2 separate regions of the Columba livia genome follow, and region 2 is linked to region 1. Evidence: chromatin contacts called from public Hi-C data. All regions are on one chromosome and are shown on one strand. The core of a region is the stretch at or near the end of the contact, and the rest is flanking DNA. Distances in the headings are between cores, read along the strand shown. Region 1 holds the start of SLC7A5 (solute carrier family 7 member 5). Region 2 overlaps ZCCHC14 (zinc finger CCHC-type containing 14).

Evidence for each region. Hi-C and Micro-C count contacts between places; a contact is called where the count stands out from the background.
Region 2: a Hi-C map of crop shows a contact between it and region 1, with 2.3 times the contacts expected there. The contact joins the enhancer-like site here to the promoter of SLC7A5 in region 1. A contact is called at or near these places in 2 of 2 Hi-C or Micro-C datasets (crop and liver).

What each region holds. Positions count from the first base shown.
Region 1 is chr13:7,026,112-7,030,397 of bColLiv1.pat.W.v2, reverse strand. SLC7A5 (solute carrier family 7 member 5) reads right to left here and starts at 2,048. Exons shown (of 10, transcript XM_021290674.2): 1 at 1,368-2,048. The coding sequence starts at 1,953.
Region 2 is chr13:7,229,716-7,234,245 of bColLiv1.pat.W.v2, reverse strand. ZCCHC14 (zinc finger CCHC-type containing 14) reads right to left here. Exons shown (of 13, transcript XM_021290656.2): 3 at 4,177-4,250; 4 at 1,469-1,540; 5 at 1,163-1,272. Among named protein-coding and RNA genes, the nearest start is that of MAP1LC3B, 24 kb to the left of the region's middle. Within about 2 kb of position 2,250, at least 2 of the 3 cell types and tissues checked have an H3K27ac peak away from gene starts, as active enhancers do.

The DNA of each region.
Region 1 (4,286 bases), core at 799-3,298:
TATTTTCTAACCCTGCAACAGCTTTCTCAGCTGGGTGACTGTATTTCCTTAATACACACACTTCGCTAAAAACTTGAGATGCAAAGTCCACACACCCATCTACTTGCCCTGATACTCCTAAAAATTTAGCTGGGGAATAAGTAAGTTTCAGTCTTGCCCAAAGAAGATGAAATTTGCTGCCCTGCCTGTTTTTTATCTTATATGTACCAGCCACATACCATATCTACCAAAGACTCAGTTTGTGTATTAAGACATTCGCAGAAAATGTATCTTCCATAATGAACATGTGCTGCAACTTTTGAACGCCTGCGATGCTCAGAGGGGGACGGAATCCAACACAATCTCCCTTTGGACAGCACAGAACAAGTAGACTTTGCTTCACAACCTCAAAATGGAAAAATAAAAAGATCACACAACTCTAACTTTGTACAGCAAATCAATGCTTTACAAAAGCCTCACAAAAATTATGGCCTCTCCCAATATCCACCTGCACAATGGCACAAGAACTACCAGTGGAGTGGAACACAGACCGAATAGAAAATGGGGGGAGAAAGGCAGAAAATGAATGGTCCAGTATTTAAAGAACAGATTTTGATGGGGTGACTTTGCAATCAATGGAAAAATGGGGCTTCACTGGCAAAACCACAGACCCCAAAATACCAGAGAGACAATAAAAACTGCAGCAGGAGAGATTTGTGTGCCCTGGCCGACACCAGTGGCCCCAAGTTCACCACAGCACGACCAAACTTCTCTGCAAGGCGACTTCCCACGAGATACCGCGTTTACTAGCAAAAAAACCCACAGGTTTTGAGCATGTTACCCGTGCACACCCAGCCGAGAAACCTCTCATCTCAAAACTGGTGCTGAAAACATCAGGCACTGCAGCACAGGCCGTGTTCAGCACCGGTTGCTTGTGACAGATAATTTCCCAACTGCACGTTATCCTAAGCTGTGTCTGCACAAAACCGCCCATCCCAGGCTCCGCAGCGTCTCAGCACTGCAGGGCTGCGAGGGGATTTTCCCCTGCCCCAACACGACAAACCCCATTCCAGCGCACGGGCAAAATGCACATTACATTTCTCACACGCTGCTCGCTGCGCTGCTGGAAATCAGAGAGGTTAGCTAGCACACAAGAGGCAGTTTGGAAATGTTTTGCTCGATTTATTAGGGATGTGGCTACATTTCCTACTCACGCTGTTCAAAACAGCCAAAACCCACCCCAGTGTGCAGCCAGTTTAGCACAGGAGAGATGGTGCATCTCCTACAAAGCAATGGGCTCAAGGCAACCGGCTGTTCGGGTGGACTTTTTGGGGAAGGCGATGGCGAGCGGGAGCCACGTGGGACAGCAGGAACCTGCGGGTACTTACGGACACACAGACAGGCCACCAGCTTGGCGGCCTCATCGGGCACCGGACAGGTGGGGAAGATGGGCTTGAGCAGGTATGTGGCGAAGACCAGAGCCACGATGTATTGCGAGGAAGGCCGGATGATGAGCAGCTCTATCCAGAGCTTGAGGAAGGCGGGCAGGGAGCCGTACACCTCCAGCATGTAGGCGTAATCCCCGCCAGATTTGGTGATGGTGGTGCCCAGCTCAGCGTAGCACAGAGCACCCACGATGGAGAAGGCCCCGCAAACGGCCCACACCACCAGCGACAGCCCCGGCGAACCGGCCTCCCGCAGCACGCCGGTGGGGGTAACGAAGATGCCGGAGCCGATGATGGTGCCCACGATGATGGCCACGCCGTTGAGCAGCGTGATGGAGCGCTGCAGGGTCACCCCCTCGCCCTCGGCGCAGGGCGAGCGGGCGCAGCCGTTCTCCTGCGCCCCGCCGCCCGCCGCATCCAGCATCTTCTCCATCGCCTGCTTCTCCTCCTCCTGCGCCAGCGAGGAGGCCGAGCCCGCCGGGCTCCTCTTCTTCACGCCGTTGCTGCTGCCGGTGCCGCCGCCCGACATGGTGGCGGAGCGCGGAGCGAGAGAGAGCGCGGAGCCGGGCGGGCCGCGCCGCCGCCACCATGCAGCCCCCCCTTTTGTTCCGGCAGCGGTGGGCGGTGTGAGGAGAGCGCCTCCCGCCGAGGCGGGGAGCGGGCCGGCCGCCTTTCCGGGAGGAGGAGGACGGCAAGGGCGAGGAAGGAGGGTGTGGAGCGCCCCAGGCTGCTCGGGCACCCCCGCAGCGGCGGGGTTGGCCGCCCCCTCCCCGGCGCATCCACCTCCTGCGGACCGAGGGACCCCGCGGGGAAAGGGGGGACAAAGGGATCAGTGCAGCCCCCCAAACACCTCTGGGGTACAGGGGGGCTCTTGGGTGGCAGCTGCCAGAGGGGGGGGCTTGTTACCATTCATCCTTCTGCCGACAGCGGGCTGCGTGTTCTTATGAAGGAGAATGTGTCTGTGTCTCCAAACCTAAAGTTCAGCAAAACCTGCAACTCCCAGTTCCTCCCCAGCCCCATCTGATTTCAGCACACTTGCACACTGATTTCAGCACACTTCTGTTTCACAGAATCACAGAATGTCAGGGGTTGGAAGGGACCTGGAAAGCTCATCCAGTGCAATCCCCCATGGAGCAGGAACACCCAGATGAGGTTACACAGGAAGGTGTCCAGGCGGGTTGGAATGTCTGCAGAGAAGGAGACTCCACAACCCCCCTGGGCAGCCTGGGCCAGGATCTGCCACCCTCACTGAGAAGAAGTTTTTTCTCATATTTAAGTGGAAACTCCTGTGTTCCAGTTTGTACCCATTGCCCCTTGTCCTGCCATTGGCTGTCACCAAGAAGAGCCTGGCTCCATCCTCCTGGCACTCACCCTTTCCATATTGATCACCATGAATGAGGTCGCCCCTCAGGCTCCTCTTCCCCAAGCTAACGAGACCCATTTGACACATTCACTCCAGCCCAGGCCAAGGCCCCATCACTGCATCACCTGCGTTTCTGCAGAGGCACCGCCTGTCACTGCACATGCCAAGATCGCCAAAAAGACTTTTTTGCAAAAGAAAAATATTAAATTCACCGATCTGGCAAGCACGCAGGCAAAATGAACAACTTCTACCACACTACCTTGGTGAAGGCAAAGGTTTTGCATCCAAGGAGACTTACTTGGATAATTCACAACACTGTCCAAGGAGCCAATTCTTTAGCAAATCCAGATTCCCTCTTGTCCTTGTGGGACAGGTGCAGAGGCTAAAACTGAAAGCTCTGATTCTCCGAAACAATCATTCCCATCGAGAGGTGGAACTGGTACCTTTGAGGAGCTGTTTTTCAGCAAGCGATTAGTTGGTGTCACACCACAAGTCGAACACAAGGTCAGTGTCCTCCTTCCCCAGACCATCCTCCTCCTTGAAAGCTTCAGACATGTGAGTCAGGAGGTTTTCTGCAAGATACCCCAGAGAAACTCAAGATCTGCATTCTGGGGGAAAAAAATAACATTTTTAGTAACATTTTAGGGTACCTGGCACTGGTAATTGGCATCACCACCACTCCCAGCCATCACAGGAATCCTTGCAGTGCTGATCAGAACCTGACACCTAGTGGCTGCTGGCTCAGGGGCTTCAAACTGTGCTCACAGCTTCTTCGTGGCTATAATATTCCTATATTTAGGAAAAATGCTTAGACAAAAATTACCTTTGCACCGAGCACATTATTTCCTAGTTTTCAAAGAGAAATGGGAGCCTGAAGAGATGGCAAAGACTATGGAAATTGATTCAAAATAAACAGCAACACATATTTATCACACAATTTTCCTGAAACACCCAAAGCCTTTCTTTAGCTTTCTAGCTTTACCTTACAGCTGCAATCTAAACTGATTATTTCTCAAACTGATATTTACCAACACTTACTTGTTAGTGTATTTCATGCTTTATCCCAGGCAAAACATTCACATGGCCATAAAAATCAGAAAACAAAAAACCAGGTACCTACAACACATGGGATTGTCTCTGTGTTCCTTCATGACACCAGGATCCAGCAGACAGGATTGGGATTGGAATTGAAATCAGAAGTATTCTTCAGGTATTTTCAGATGAATGCTCGAATTCGGTTGTACAAAATCATTCATCAATGGATTTACTTCACCAATGCTCTGGACTAAGTTCTTACCTTAAGGCAAATATATTAACTGCTTGATAATTAGCATTTTACACCTGATATTAACCTATTTCACAGAAGTTTCCTTTAACTCTCACAAGAATGGGACCGAGTTATCTTCTTCTCTCTGCACCCAATCCTTCCAAAGGAAATTTCTTAAGAAATTTACAACTAAGAATTTGCAGACTTTGGTCTCAGATTTGACAGCATTTCC
Region 2 (4,530 bases), core at 1,001-3,500, 200 kb before region 1:
TAATTCAGCTATCCACACACGCCCACCAATGTGCTTTCCATTTTCAAATATCACAGCTCATTGCTGAATTTTTCAAATCCGTAGTGCTCAAAGCAGCTCCTTTCTCTGCTCTGCTGTATAAACGCAGATCGCTGCTCTATTAACCTACATTTATAGCGACTGTTGCCAGCTCGACAGCGGCAACGCGCGTTTTCTCTTCCCCTCCCCGATTCTCGGCAGCGAGCTCGCGATCCTCAGAGCACAGAAGGGAATGTTTGAAATATTAACGCTGTTTGCCATGAAAAATAATCTCAGTGTGCACCTGCTGGCCCTGGTGATGGAAAACCAACATCCACCGCGGTTCTGCCAACGGCGGACAAAAGTCTGGCTTCACTTAGGGAAAATAGGCGTTTAGAAACAGTTAATTAGTATTTTTTGAAAGTAATTTAATACTTTGTATAAAGACAAGAGTAGGTGAAAATACTTTTAGTCCCTCAAATCTTCCCAGCAAAACTATTTCAGTATTTAGAAAGAGAGAACTGACGTGACTTGCCACAGAAGATGAATTTAAAAATGGTGGTTTAGATTAGATAATGGCTGGGAGATTTGTGATAATGTGAGGAGGTACTACTTAAGGCTTCCAAAATTTCTTAGCTGTTAATGGCCTCCAAAAACGTAATGGTAGAATATATACATACTTAGCTTTTTTAAATTAAAATAATACCACGCCAACCTAAAACAACGGAGACAATTAAAAACTCTGTGAAAGGGTAGGGGGGAAAAAATCCCCACAACCCATCCCTCAATCCAGAAGGATGACTACACATGCAACTATTCTTTCCTGAGTTTTGGGGTTTTTCAAGCAGTTTTGGCTATTTTTTTGAGGTTCTGCAAAGCCAATGATCCTGTTTTGAACAAGGGATCAGGAAATGTCAGTTCTCCAGGAAGCTTAATACAGGATATTACTACCATATGTATTGCTGAAGAAAGAATTCCTGAAAAATTCTGATGCACTGGAATTAGTCGAACATCAAGAAATAATGCTTAGGGATCAGGCTCTTATTTCTTGAAAGTAATTTAGAATATGAACATAGTATTTATGTTTCCTGTTTGTTTCCTCCGGCTGGTGAAAAAAGCCAAGTGTCAAGACAAAAACCCCACAATAACAGAAAGGCCAGCACACCTAAGGTCCGATTCCAGGTCCATGTGGTTCCGTTCCAGGTAAAATGAATCTGGACCAGCAAGGCAAGGAATGAATTTCTCCAAGTTTTCCTCTGGATACAGCTGAGACAGCTAAAAGTGGAGCATATTACAAATAATAAATGAAAAGAAGACTTGTTACTCATACGAGATTCAAGGAACAGCAATTTACAAGTCAAACATTTTATGAAATTCAATCTATCTGTATTATCTCAGTATGTTTTGAAAAACAAACACAATTACAAAGAGGGACAAAACATCTCTCCAATATTTTTCATATTGCCTTTACCTTTGAAATAAATTCAGTCACTTCAGTGGAAGATTTGGTTACCGTTGTCACTGAAGAATCAGACCACAGGACCTAAGGGAGTAAAGAGTGTTCAGTTTAGTAACTAATAGTCAGGGATTTGGTTCTAAAACATCAATAATTAATATCAAATGTTCCTCACAAACTTCAAGGAAGTTTGTGAAGTGTGACATCAACAAGGAAAAACTATTTTTGTGCACAAGTCACTATTACTCAGTCCTCCCTCCCTGCCTGATTCTTGCTGTTATTTTACTTAATAACTTCTGAACGCTTAAAAAAGCACTTGAGAGTTTCCACAGCCCTCGCGCTGCAGACATCCAGTATTAAGAAACAGGCTACTAAGTAATGGAAATTTTTTGTTAAAGAATTTTCTCTTGTTTTTCTTAAAGAAAACAGCTGGTTTGTAGAATCTGATGTACAACACGAATAACTCGCCCCAGCACAACGGTGCCTGTTTATAACTAATCAACTCCATGTGCCAAAGTTGAAGGCGGCAGCAAATCACCCCATTGCAAGGAAAAAAAGGGCAAAACCTTTGAAATGAAACCTGTGGTTTCTGCTCTAGCTACGCGCTTTAGGCACCATCTTGTACATGCCCTAGAAAAAAGAAATAGTACAGTATCTCTTCCCATATGCTTTCTGCATTAAGTCATTACATTCTTAGATACAGAGGCATTGATTGGTTGGTAAGTGATTAGTTTAACTGAGCCAAAAGTCAGGATTTCTTGGCGCTACGGAGATCGGCACGAGACTGGTGAACGTTAAGTCCCTTCGGACTTAAAATATCGATTCCAAGCAGACAGATCCTCTGCAGTTCTATAGGGGAAGAAGCTGGATTTATGTATTTAAGAACCAGGAGTCCATCTTCTCACATGACACCAGTTTCAATGACAACTGGAAACATACACAAGGTTTTTCCAGCCATCAAAATGCTGCCAAAAAGACTGGTGAGAGGAGCGGATTTCAAAATACATTACATAATGGTGGAATTTCCTCTCTGCAGAGCTGTTACACAAAAAGTAAGGGGGGAGGAGGGAAGAAAAGAAGAGAACTTGAGCAGTTCCTGGTTTTACAAAGCCCGTGAGTTTGGTTTTTGTATCTTTTTAAGTTTGTGATAAATTAATACATTTTTAGATTAATAAAAAAATTTACAAAATATAGGAGAAATTTCTCTTCCTAGTTTTGTAGTAACATTTGTTACGAGTTAGATTTTGCTCACTTATGCTGACTTTCAATACTTATAAGACAATAAATGCAGGGAACTACAGCATTGCCAAGCGATGCTGAAAACACTCAACAGCTCTTTCTATTGACCTTCTATTCCCAAGCTACTACACCAAATGTTTAATAGTTGGGGTTTCTAACCCAGCAAACAGCACTTTATTAGCTCAGTTAAAACTATATATTGTTCTTTCAGTTCCAGGCCGTCAAGTGAAATACCGGTAAAAGTAATTTCTGGTATTTATAGAAAATTATAATAGGAAAAGATGTTTCACAAGATGCTAATATGTAACCGGAGTCTGCATACTTCATAAAGACTTTTGAAAGCCCTGGAAAATATCCTTTCTAATACTGATGACATTTGGAACAATCATGGGATTCAGAAAATTCAGAACGTTATTCATTGGGTGGTAGCTGGAAAGAAAAACTGCCTTTTTTTTTTAAAGTTGTACATAATTTAAGTTCAACCATTTATTTTCTTTCGGGTTCTCCTTTTCTCACCGTTTGGCTCCGTTGCCTCACTAAGCAAAGCAAAGACGACACATGGGCTTTGCATTCTGCATTTTGGAATCCACTGTTCCAACGAGATGGGAGGAAAGCAGTTTGTCCGTCTTCCTCCGGTCTCCGCTATTCACACGAGGTTTCATTGAACAGAGTTGTCCCTCCGAAATTGTAGCAATGACCAAACCTCAAAAGCTGCGTAAAACCAGGGGGCAGAGCTGCTTCTCCTGCATCCCGTGGTGAACCACCCTCCACAAACTCTTCTCGCTTCCACTTTTCATTTGTCTGGCTCCGATTTTCAGACAACGGTTCCTGTTATGGGGTTTTTTTCTGCTAGATTAAAACCCCCTTTACCGTAAAATATTGTCTTCCCTTTGAAAGCGCTTTTATGATACTCCAGTAACCTTTTAGCCATGGTCTCCAAATATGCAGCGTTTTCCTCAAACCTTAATAATTTCCGTAGCTATTTTCTGGACTCTCCAACACCCCCATTAAAACCAGTAACACCTGAACCATCTCCCGCAGTCCCGCTCTCCCCTCAGTGCTCAATGACCATCCTGCCTCTTTTCCCATACGTGCAGCACTGCCTTGGGAATCTAAATTCCCTTGTTTCTCCAGACGAAGACTTAAATTTTGTCTGTTTTCTGCACTCCAGCACATAGATGCCCATTCTGTAAGCGTGGCATAATATTTTCCCCTAAATATATAAATTGTCAAAACGAGTGAATATTTTTATTTTGCCTCTGTCCCACTCTGCATCATCCACAGAAGTTCCTCAAGAGCAATGTAAGGCTACTTCCAAATCATTGATTACAAAATCTGACCAGCACCTATCCACAAGGAGCTGCACTAGACCAGCTTCTGGGATCTAACAACACAGTTTGAGAATTCCTTTAAACTCCTCCTTAATTATTATCCTCCCTTCTTTTATAGCAGAAAACAAAAAAACCCCAATCACCAAAACTTACCTCAAAGGAATATTCAACATTTCTTTCATTCTTCTTGTGTGCCAGTCCCTTTAACTCCACTTTTTCAACACTCACTATGAAAAAGCAAAGAGAAAAGAAGAATGAGAAGGATATTCTTAAACATATGGAAAAGTGGGGAAGTTTTTGGTAGTGCCAGGACTTGGTTTGGAAGCACCAGAGACTCACGGTGCTGCCATACGAGCACAGCTCCATGACGCTTTGAATTCCAACCTTCATTTCAGCCAGTACCCAAACAATACACTACATGCAAAGCTCTTTATTTCCTCATGGCCTTATCGTACCACTCATCAGCGTAATAACGGTACACAAACACGCGTGGATTTATCTTAATAA